Regions from separate parts of the Gossypium hirsutum genome. Here region 2 is linked to region 1. The links are chromatin contacts, called in public Hi-C maps. All regions are on one chromosome and are shown on one strand. Each heading gives the region's core, a stretch centred on a gene start, on an enhancer-like site or on the middle of the called end of the contact. The rest is flanking DNA. Distances are from core to core; before and after follow the strand shown.

The links. A called contact is a pair of places that touch in the nucleus more often than the background predicts.
Region 2: a Hi-C map of leaf shows a contact between it and region 1, with 2.6 times the contacts expected there. The contact joins the enhancer-like site here to the promoter of LOC107917412 in region 1. A contact is called at or near these places in 19 of 34 Hi-C or Micro-C datasets (anther, callus, cotyledon and 4 more).

Annotation. Positions count from the first base shown.
Region 1 is chrD08:5,309,544-5,313,318 of Gossypium_hirsutum_v2.1, forward strand. LOC107917412 (cysteine-tryptophan domain-containing zinc finger protein 3) reads right to left here and starts at 1,666. Exons shown (of 14, transcript XM_016846767.2): 1 at 1,045-1,666. The coding sequence starts at 1,218.
Region 2 is chrD08:5,355,593-5,359,285 of Gossypium_hirsutum_v2.1, forward strand. It overlaps the pseudogene LOC107953204. Among protein-coding and RNA genes, the nearest start is that of LOC107956517, 28 kb to the right of the region's middle. Within about 2 kb of position 2,374, at least 6 of the 9 cell types and tissues checked have an H3K27ac peak or open chromatin away from gene starts, as enhancers often do. A contact at or near this core is called in fibers, hypocotyl and leaf, where this site is marked.

The DNA.
Region 1 (3,775 bases), core at 416-2,915:
AAGATCTGCCAGTGCCATGTGGTGTCATGCCAACACATGTGTGACTCCCATTTTGGTGAGTCTGAGTTATAGAGCTGCTAACTTCCAATTACGAATGTTAATTTCAAAATTACCATAATTAAGCATCACCAACCTTACATGGAAAAAAGTTACAATCAATTCCTTCCCCATTAAACATGTGTCCAACTCACATCCAACAATTCAAAAACCCTAAAACCATTCATGCACCACTACCAAAAACAAAAATAATTATTTATGATCATGCTAGACACATTGCACAAAAAAATTATCTTCCCTTAATTAGATGCTTGATTATGATTATCATCTAAAAGAATTAATAAGACAAGGAGACTATATAAGGTAACTAATGCACATGAATCTTACTCTCTAACTTCCAATTACAAAATCCCCAAGGTTATATTCAACATTACCACAATAAAACATCACCAACCTTACATCAAAACAAAAGTGAAAAGAATGTCACTTGAATCTCACTTAGCTAACTTCCAATTATGAATGTTACATTCAAGATTACCATAATTATACAAGGAAGCAAAGTTATGAGCATTGAACCCAGTGTTTGCTCCTGCAAAAGGTGTGTGAGTTGTAACAAAAAATATATATATGTGCATTGCCTTCTCCGGTAAACATGTGTCTAACTCGCATCTAACAACTCGAAAACCATAAAATTATGAATACACCACTACATACACACTAAACAAAACCCTTCATTTATGACCACGTTACACATGTAGTAGAAAACAATTCTATTCACCTAATTAAACCTCTTAAAAGCTAAATTCTTTAGATACGTACATCATAAACCACACAAAACTAGCAATATTGGAATAAAAAATTAAAAGCCAATCATAAGTTATAAAGAAAGTAACACAAACGGTAAAAACATTTAAACTGAAATTATAATACAAATGAAGAAATAAAAACGAGTCAAAACAATATAAATGAACATAGAATTTTTTTTTTTTTAAATGAAAGCCAGCTTTTTGCAGATCAGAGGAAATAAGAAGCACCAAGTTTGCTTACAATGTAAGAGAGAGAAGATAGATCATTCTTGGGGCCGAATGTGTCATCATAAGCATCGTCATTGTCATTATTTGAACAGGCCTCTCCTTCTTCAAGCTCAGTCTCTTCCATTTCTCTTGCACCAAAACCTAATCCTAGCCCCTTCCTCGTATCGTTACACCCTAACGAAATCATTCAAAAAAAAGAGAGAACATTTTTTTTAAGAAAAAAGGAGAGTAAATCTGACCTGAATTATCAAATTCTCAAACGTAGTTTTCTATTATTCGAATCCCACGAGTCTTTTTCCCTACCATTTTGAACAACTCCCTAAAACCCACCATGAGGAAAGGGGCTCTTCTACCCTAATTTCCATAAAAAATAAAAACAAAAAACTCGATCACAAATTCAAACACCTAATCAAAATTTTAGAATGGTTCAATTTCCGAAAAGAATAATAAAGCGATTTAAACTCAAGGATCTCCTCGAATTTTATTGTTTCGTAGGGAAATTTTTTGGTTCTTTTTTTTCGATGCGATCTCTTTTAGCTGGAATCAATTAGCACGTAAGAAAATGAGAGAGAGAAAGAGAAACTCTCTCTGGTTTTGGTGTCAAAGAAGCCGCCTTTTATTTGCTTGTTTATTTATTTTTATTTCTCTTCTCTCCTTCTTCGTCGTTTTTTGTTTTGATCATTTCTAAGTATTTTTACTTTTCAAGTTGTATATTTTAGGTTTTTTATTTGAATATTAAAAAAAATATTGTGGTGGTTGATCTTGAAATCCGATTAAATTGGTTAATTGGATTAAAAACGGATCAATATAATTATTTAAACAAAAAAATTTGAACCAACTATTTAAAAGTTGTAAAAAGAAAATCTAAATCATTGCTTCAATTTTTAAAACATTAAATATATTTGTAAGTTATTAATTATTTGCAATTAACATAAGTTAGCCTTTCTTTGGATTAGGTTTTCTCTGTTAATCTAAATTTAGACGATTTGGAAGACGACCCTATTTCAGGATAAGAGGAGATTGACGAAGGAGACGATGACTTCAGGCTCTGCTTAGTAGGCAAGGTGCTAACTAGAGGTGCTCATTGGCCGGGCCGGGTTCGGGTCGAGCCCATAAAAATATTCGGCCCGGGTCCTAGTCCTGGGCCTGGCCCGGCTTGAAATATGAGCCTGAAATTTTATCCAGGCCCGGCCCGGGAAAAAATCATAAGCTCAGGCCCGGCCCGACCCGGCCTATTTTTTTAATAAATACTAAAAATTTATTTTAAAAATTAAAAAAAATTATTTTAAAAAGTATTTTAAAAATATTTTAAAATTTAAAAAAAATTTAAAAATAAATATATTTATTATATCGAGCCGGGCCCGGGCCAAAAAAGTGGTGCCCGAGGCCCAGCCTGTTTTCTAAACGGGCCTCATTTTTTTGCCCAAGCCCATATTTCGGGCCTATATTTTTATTCAAACCCTCTCATATTTCGAGCGGGCCGTCGGGCCGGGCCGGGCCGCCCGGCCCATGAGCACCTCTAGTGCTAACAGATAGTTCAATCCACTTCCCATCCTTAAGAAATGTTCTGTCTGAATTGTGGCATCCTATTGAAAAGGTTACCATATCAGAGATTGAGGAAAAACATATTCTATTTCGATTCTACAATAAAGTTTATTTAAAAAGGTTGATCAATGGTATTCATTTGTTCTTTAATCGACACCTAATAATATTTCATAAATTAATGAGAGGGGAGGATCCGTTACTTGTTCCCCTTACATTACACAACTTTTTTGTGCAAATACATGATTTACCATTGGGTTCAATGTCGGAAGGCATGGCAAGACAATTGGGCAACTTTATTGGGGAACTTTTGGATTATGATACAAAGATTCTAATAAAGGGTTTACGGAAGATCATGCACATCAAAGTATGTTTGGATGTCCGAAGCCCCTTAAAAAGAAAGAAACGAATAGTGTATGGCAAAGATAAGTCAACTTACGCTACTTTTCAATATGAAAAGACTTTCTCTATTTTGTTTTCTGTGTGGCCATCTAGGGCACGACGAAAGTTGCTGTCCTCTCCGTATTTCGTTGAGATCTCAATAAGTTGAATTTGGTTGGGATATTTCTTTAAAAGCGGCACCAAGGAGGGAATCGAAAACTGTAAGTAAGTGGCATCGAAAGGAACCAAAAGAGGTGATCAAGAGCGACATGGATGATGGGTGTCGAATCCACCAACATAAACCTACGCCTTAGTTTGCAAATTATGCAGTATAGAGAGTAGGGCCGATCCCTCAGAGACTGGTTTATTGTAAACTGTTGCTCGCTTGACCAGATTTATGTCGGGGCAGCTGTCGTGCCCAAGACGTTTGGGGGAGGATAAAATCGAAAACTTGGAACCTGAAATAAATAAATAAAATGCGTAAAAAGTAAAAGTTGAAGACAAAATAATAAAAATAGTTAAATAAAATATGTAAGAGAATTAATTTAAATAAGCTCAGCCTTAGGCACGATTTTCCCTCGTCTTTGAACCGATCCTCGAAATTAAATGAACTCCTCTTCTCCAATAAGCTAGTTATAGCTACCAAGGATGCCTCGGACACCAACTCTTCCTTGTGTAAATTAGTTATGGAACGTCTAATAACTAACTCTTACCGATCGAACAACCATGAAACATTCGTGATTTAGAACTCCGGCAGTTTTGCGTTCTAGAAGAGCCTAGCTCGAACCAATGCCCTCAACTGCGTGGGACATTTAAATTCG
Region 2 (3,693 bases), core at 1,124-3,623, 47 kb after region 1:
TAACTACTACAATTAGAATTTGATCCATCTAAAAACTAAAAAATCGAATTGAATCGAACTCAATTTTTGGCTCGATTCATTTGATTTTACTTCTTAAGTCGGTTTGGTTTATTCGGGTTACATGGATAATTTAATTTATTCGATTTTTGAGATAAAAAAAATGAACTGGCCGAATACACACTCCTAATCTATTGCAGGTGAAATAGCTTGACTGACAGAGTTGCCATTAGATCACCATAAATTCTCTTAGTTTCTATCCACTCAAAGCTACAAAATTGCTTGCAAAAACCAGGTCGGACTTCTCACTCCCCATTCTATCATAATATTTCTGTGTATAGGTTTCTCGGAGGTGACAAAAAATGGTCGAATATCATACGTGGGCATACAAAAGTAGAAAGGAAGCTCCAAGCAGCGTTTGGTGACATCAAGCATCTCCTCCAATTCGTCCACATACAATATGAGCCAATGGACAATAACCATTTATCCTGAAGAACCAAACGATGGGCTACATGTGCTTCAAAGGCGTTTGTTGGTTTTTATGACCTTAATCCTCATTGGTTTGTACAGAAAAAAAAAGAGGTGACTTTTAAAATTTTAATTTTAAAATTATTTTAATTAAAAATAATTAATTTTGAAGATAAAAAAGATAAAAAGTTGAAGATTAAAAAAAAAAAGAAAAACCCTTTTTGGCTATTTAACCTCAGGTCCTTGGAGCATTAATTAAAATAAAAATTATTGACAAAAATGACACGTATGATAGGGTTATGTGTCTTGACAAGTCAATAATTAACAAATGACAGTAAAGTTCGGTACAAAATTAATTTTTTGAAAGTTTAGGTACTGCATTAGAAGATTTGACAAAGCCCGAATACCAAATATGATATTATCCCATAAAAACTAATAGTAAAAGTATCATAGAGGTCATTGTATTAGGAGTTAGATTGCATTTTGACCCATTTATTCAAAAAATGGTAAATTAATCTTTATACGTTAAGTTAAAAGAATAAACTGGTTCTTTCTATTAAAAATTTCATTCATTTTTGCTCTTAAAATTTGATGTAGTTGACGGAATAACCAGAAAGTTACATTTAACGTGCCACGTGTACGTCATGTTGATGCACATGAATCGATTTTTAATAGTTGAAATTGATAAAATTTTTAATAGAATGACCAACTTGCACTTTGATCTAATGTACAAGGGTTAATTTGCCCAATTTTTCGTAAAAAGAGTAAAATACAATCTGATTCCTAATATAAAAACCTTTGTGATAAATTACCAAAAACTAACATATAATGGAAATTGCACCACGACATTTGAACTTTATTATTTTAACCAAATTCTCATTATTTTACAATTTTTTTTAAAAACATTATTTGTTTTTCACTCGCGCGCCATAATCTATTTATTTATATTATTAATAAAAATATTGACTGAGTTAATGTCACAAGTTAATTAGGTACCAATTCGTTTAAAAAATAACTAATATACTCATTTATTAAATGACTACTATTACTATTTTGATGACCTATTTATTATTTCATACATTTATATAGTTTTTAAATAAAAAACTAAAATTAATATGTTTAAGAGTTGAATATGCGTTTAATGGATTTATAAATAAATTATTTATCACTACACTAATAATAATTCTAAAGTAACTTTTAAAAAAATATTAAATTTTAACATAAAATGTTTTCTCTCATCAGGTTTTGGTCATGTGGACATACGTGTGTATAAATAATGTCACTAATTGTGTTGGTATAATAAGTCAACCTGATATTTAATTTTTAAAAAATAAAAATTTAATATTGAATTTTCTTTCACTAACTTGATAACTTTTTAACTTGTTATAGAAAAATATCAATACTATGATAAATAATTGGAGTGCATTACCTATTTAAAATATCTTTTATTCATAAGTTCATTTTTATTTTAATTCTGTACATATTGCATATATGTTGTTAGTCAACTCGACACTAACTCATAATTGATTATAACAACATGCACAATTATAGTGCATTTAGTATTATTTATTTGATGTGTTTATATGATTAATTTTTTTATACAATATTAGGGGTAGGGGATAGGAGTAACACGGTTTAATTCCGTGCCAAATGAGTGTCTAACAAGAGTTTTAATCGCTGCTCTATTTAAGTTAACATGTGTTATTATGACCGGTTGTTATTTTGATATAAATATCCACATTTTAAATCCGTAAGTGCAAGATTAAATAAATTAAATAATAATTATCATTAAAAAAAAGGATGATGTAACAAGTTAATGAAATGCAACGAAGCAGGACTGACGTCATCACTATCCAGCCAGAAGTTGAACTAGACTCGAACAAAATCTAAGGGTTACAAGGTAATTTCAGTTACTACAAGTGTCGGTTACCTGCTTTTGCTTGGCCAAATTTCATGCGAAGTCCCTGCACTATGCGCATCTGAGTCTCATTATTATAATTTGATCCTTTTTAATTCATTTATTTTTTTGAAATATGTATTTTCAATATTGAGGTTAATGTTTTTCCTTAATTATGTTAGATGAATTGATATGTTTTTTTAAACATGTGATGACGTAATACATATACTTAGCAATTTTATATAGTTGAACAAATTTTTTGCACATTTAAAAAAATATAATAATTGTCAAATTATACGAAAAAAAAGTTGGTCTATATGTTGCATCATGATATATTTAAGAAAAAAATTGATCCAATGTCAAATTACTTGAAGGAATTCACACAAAAAACTACATTTTGAACAACAAAACATTTAGAAATGATAAAATTATAGTACAAAGATTAATATAAATCAGGGACCATTCATGGGAATTTACCTTTTTGTTTTTAAATGTCCGAGCCACTGTTCCAAAAATGTTTACCAATTTTTGCAGGTGCGCTTTATTTGGCGGGTACGAAATAAATAATAAATAATATATAAATAAAATAATCAAACAAGGCTAAAATTAAAAAAAAACAACCCTCCGAAAATCAAACCGTACGGTATTTTTAGAGAGCGAAAGAAGCAAAGCTCACACATAGTGAAAAGGATTCTCTTTTCTCTCTTCTTCTTCTTCTTAGCAAATTTCAGCTCTCGATTGAGCTCTTTTCGATCTTTCTAGAACATTCCATTTATCTCCGTTGAACCTTCCATTTTCTTTTTTTGTTTGATTTTTTTCCGGCGAAGTCGGTAAGGTTATTATTGTTCTACGGACCACCCTCGCCCCCACCCACACAATCAAATCCCGTTTCGATGGAGTTGTACGGTCGTAACCCGACTCGTAATGGGTCTCAATCCGGTTATCAACCCGAATGGAGCCCCGCTGGGCCCGAAACTGGACTGGAAGGTATTTTTTTCCGTTCATTTCAATGTGTATGGATTTTTTCTTTTCCTCTTTCTACTCGCATTGTGATGATGTTTCTCTGTTAAAGCTTGTTTTAGGGTTTTTTTTTTCGATTAATAATGCGGAGAGTGAATTAGGGTTTTATTCATGTTTTTTTGTTGTGGTACAGAATCGAGGTGGCAATTGTCGGTGAGGGGCGTCGAATCGTACCCGGAACGGCTCGGGGTGACTGATTGTGTTTACTACATGCGAACGGGGTTTTGTGGTTACGGTAATAGTTGCCGTTACAATCATCCCCGCAACCGTGCCGCGGTAAAATTTTCAATCATTAGTTTATTTAGTTTTGT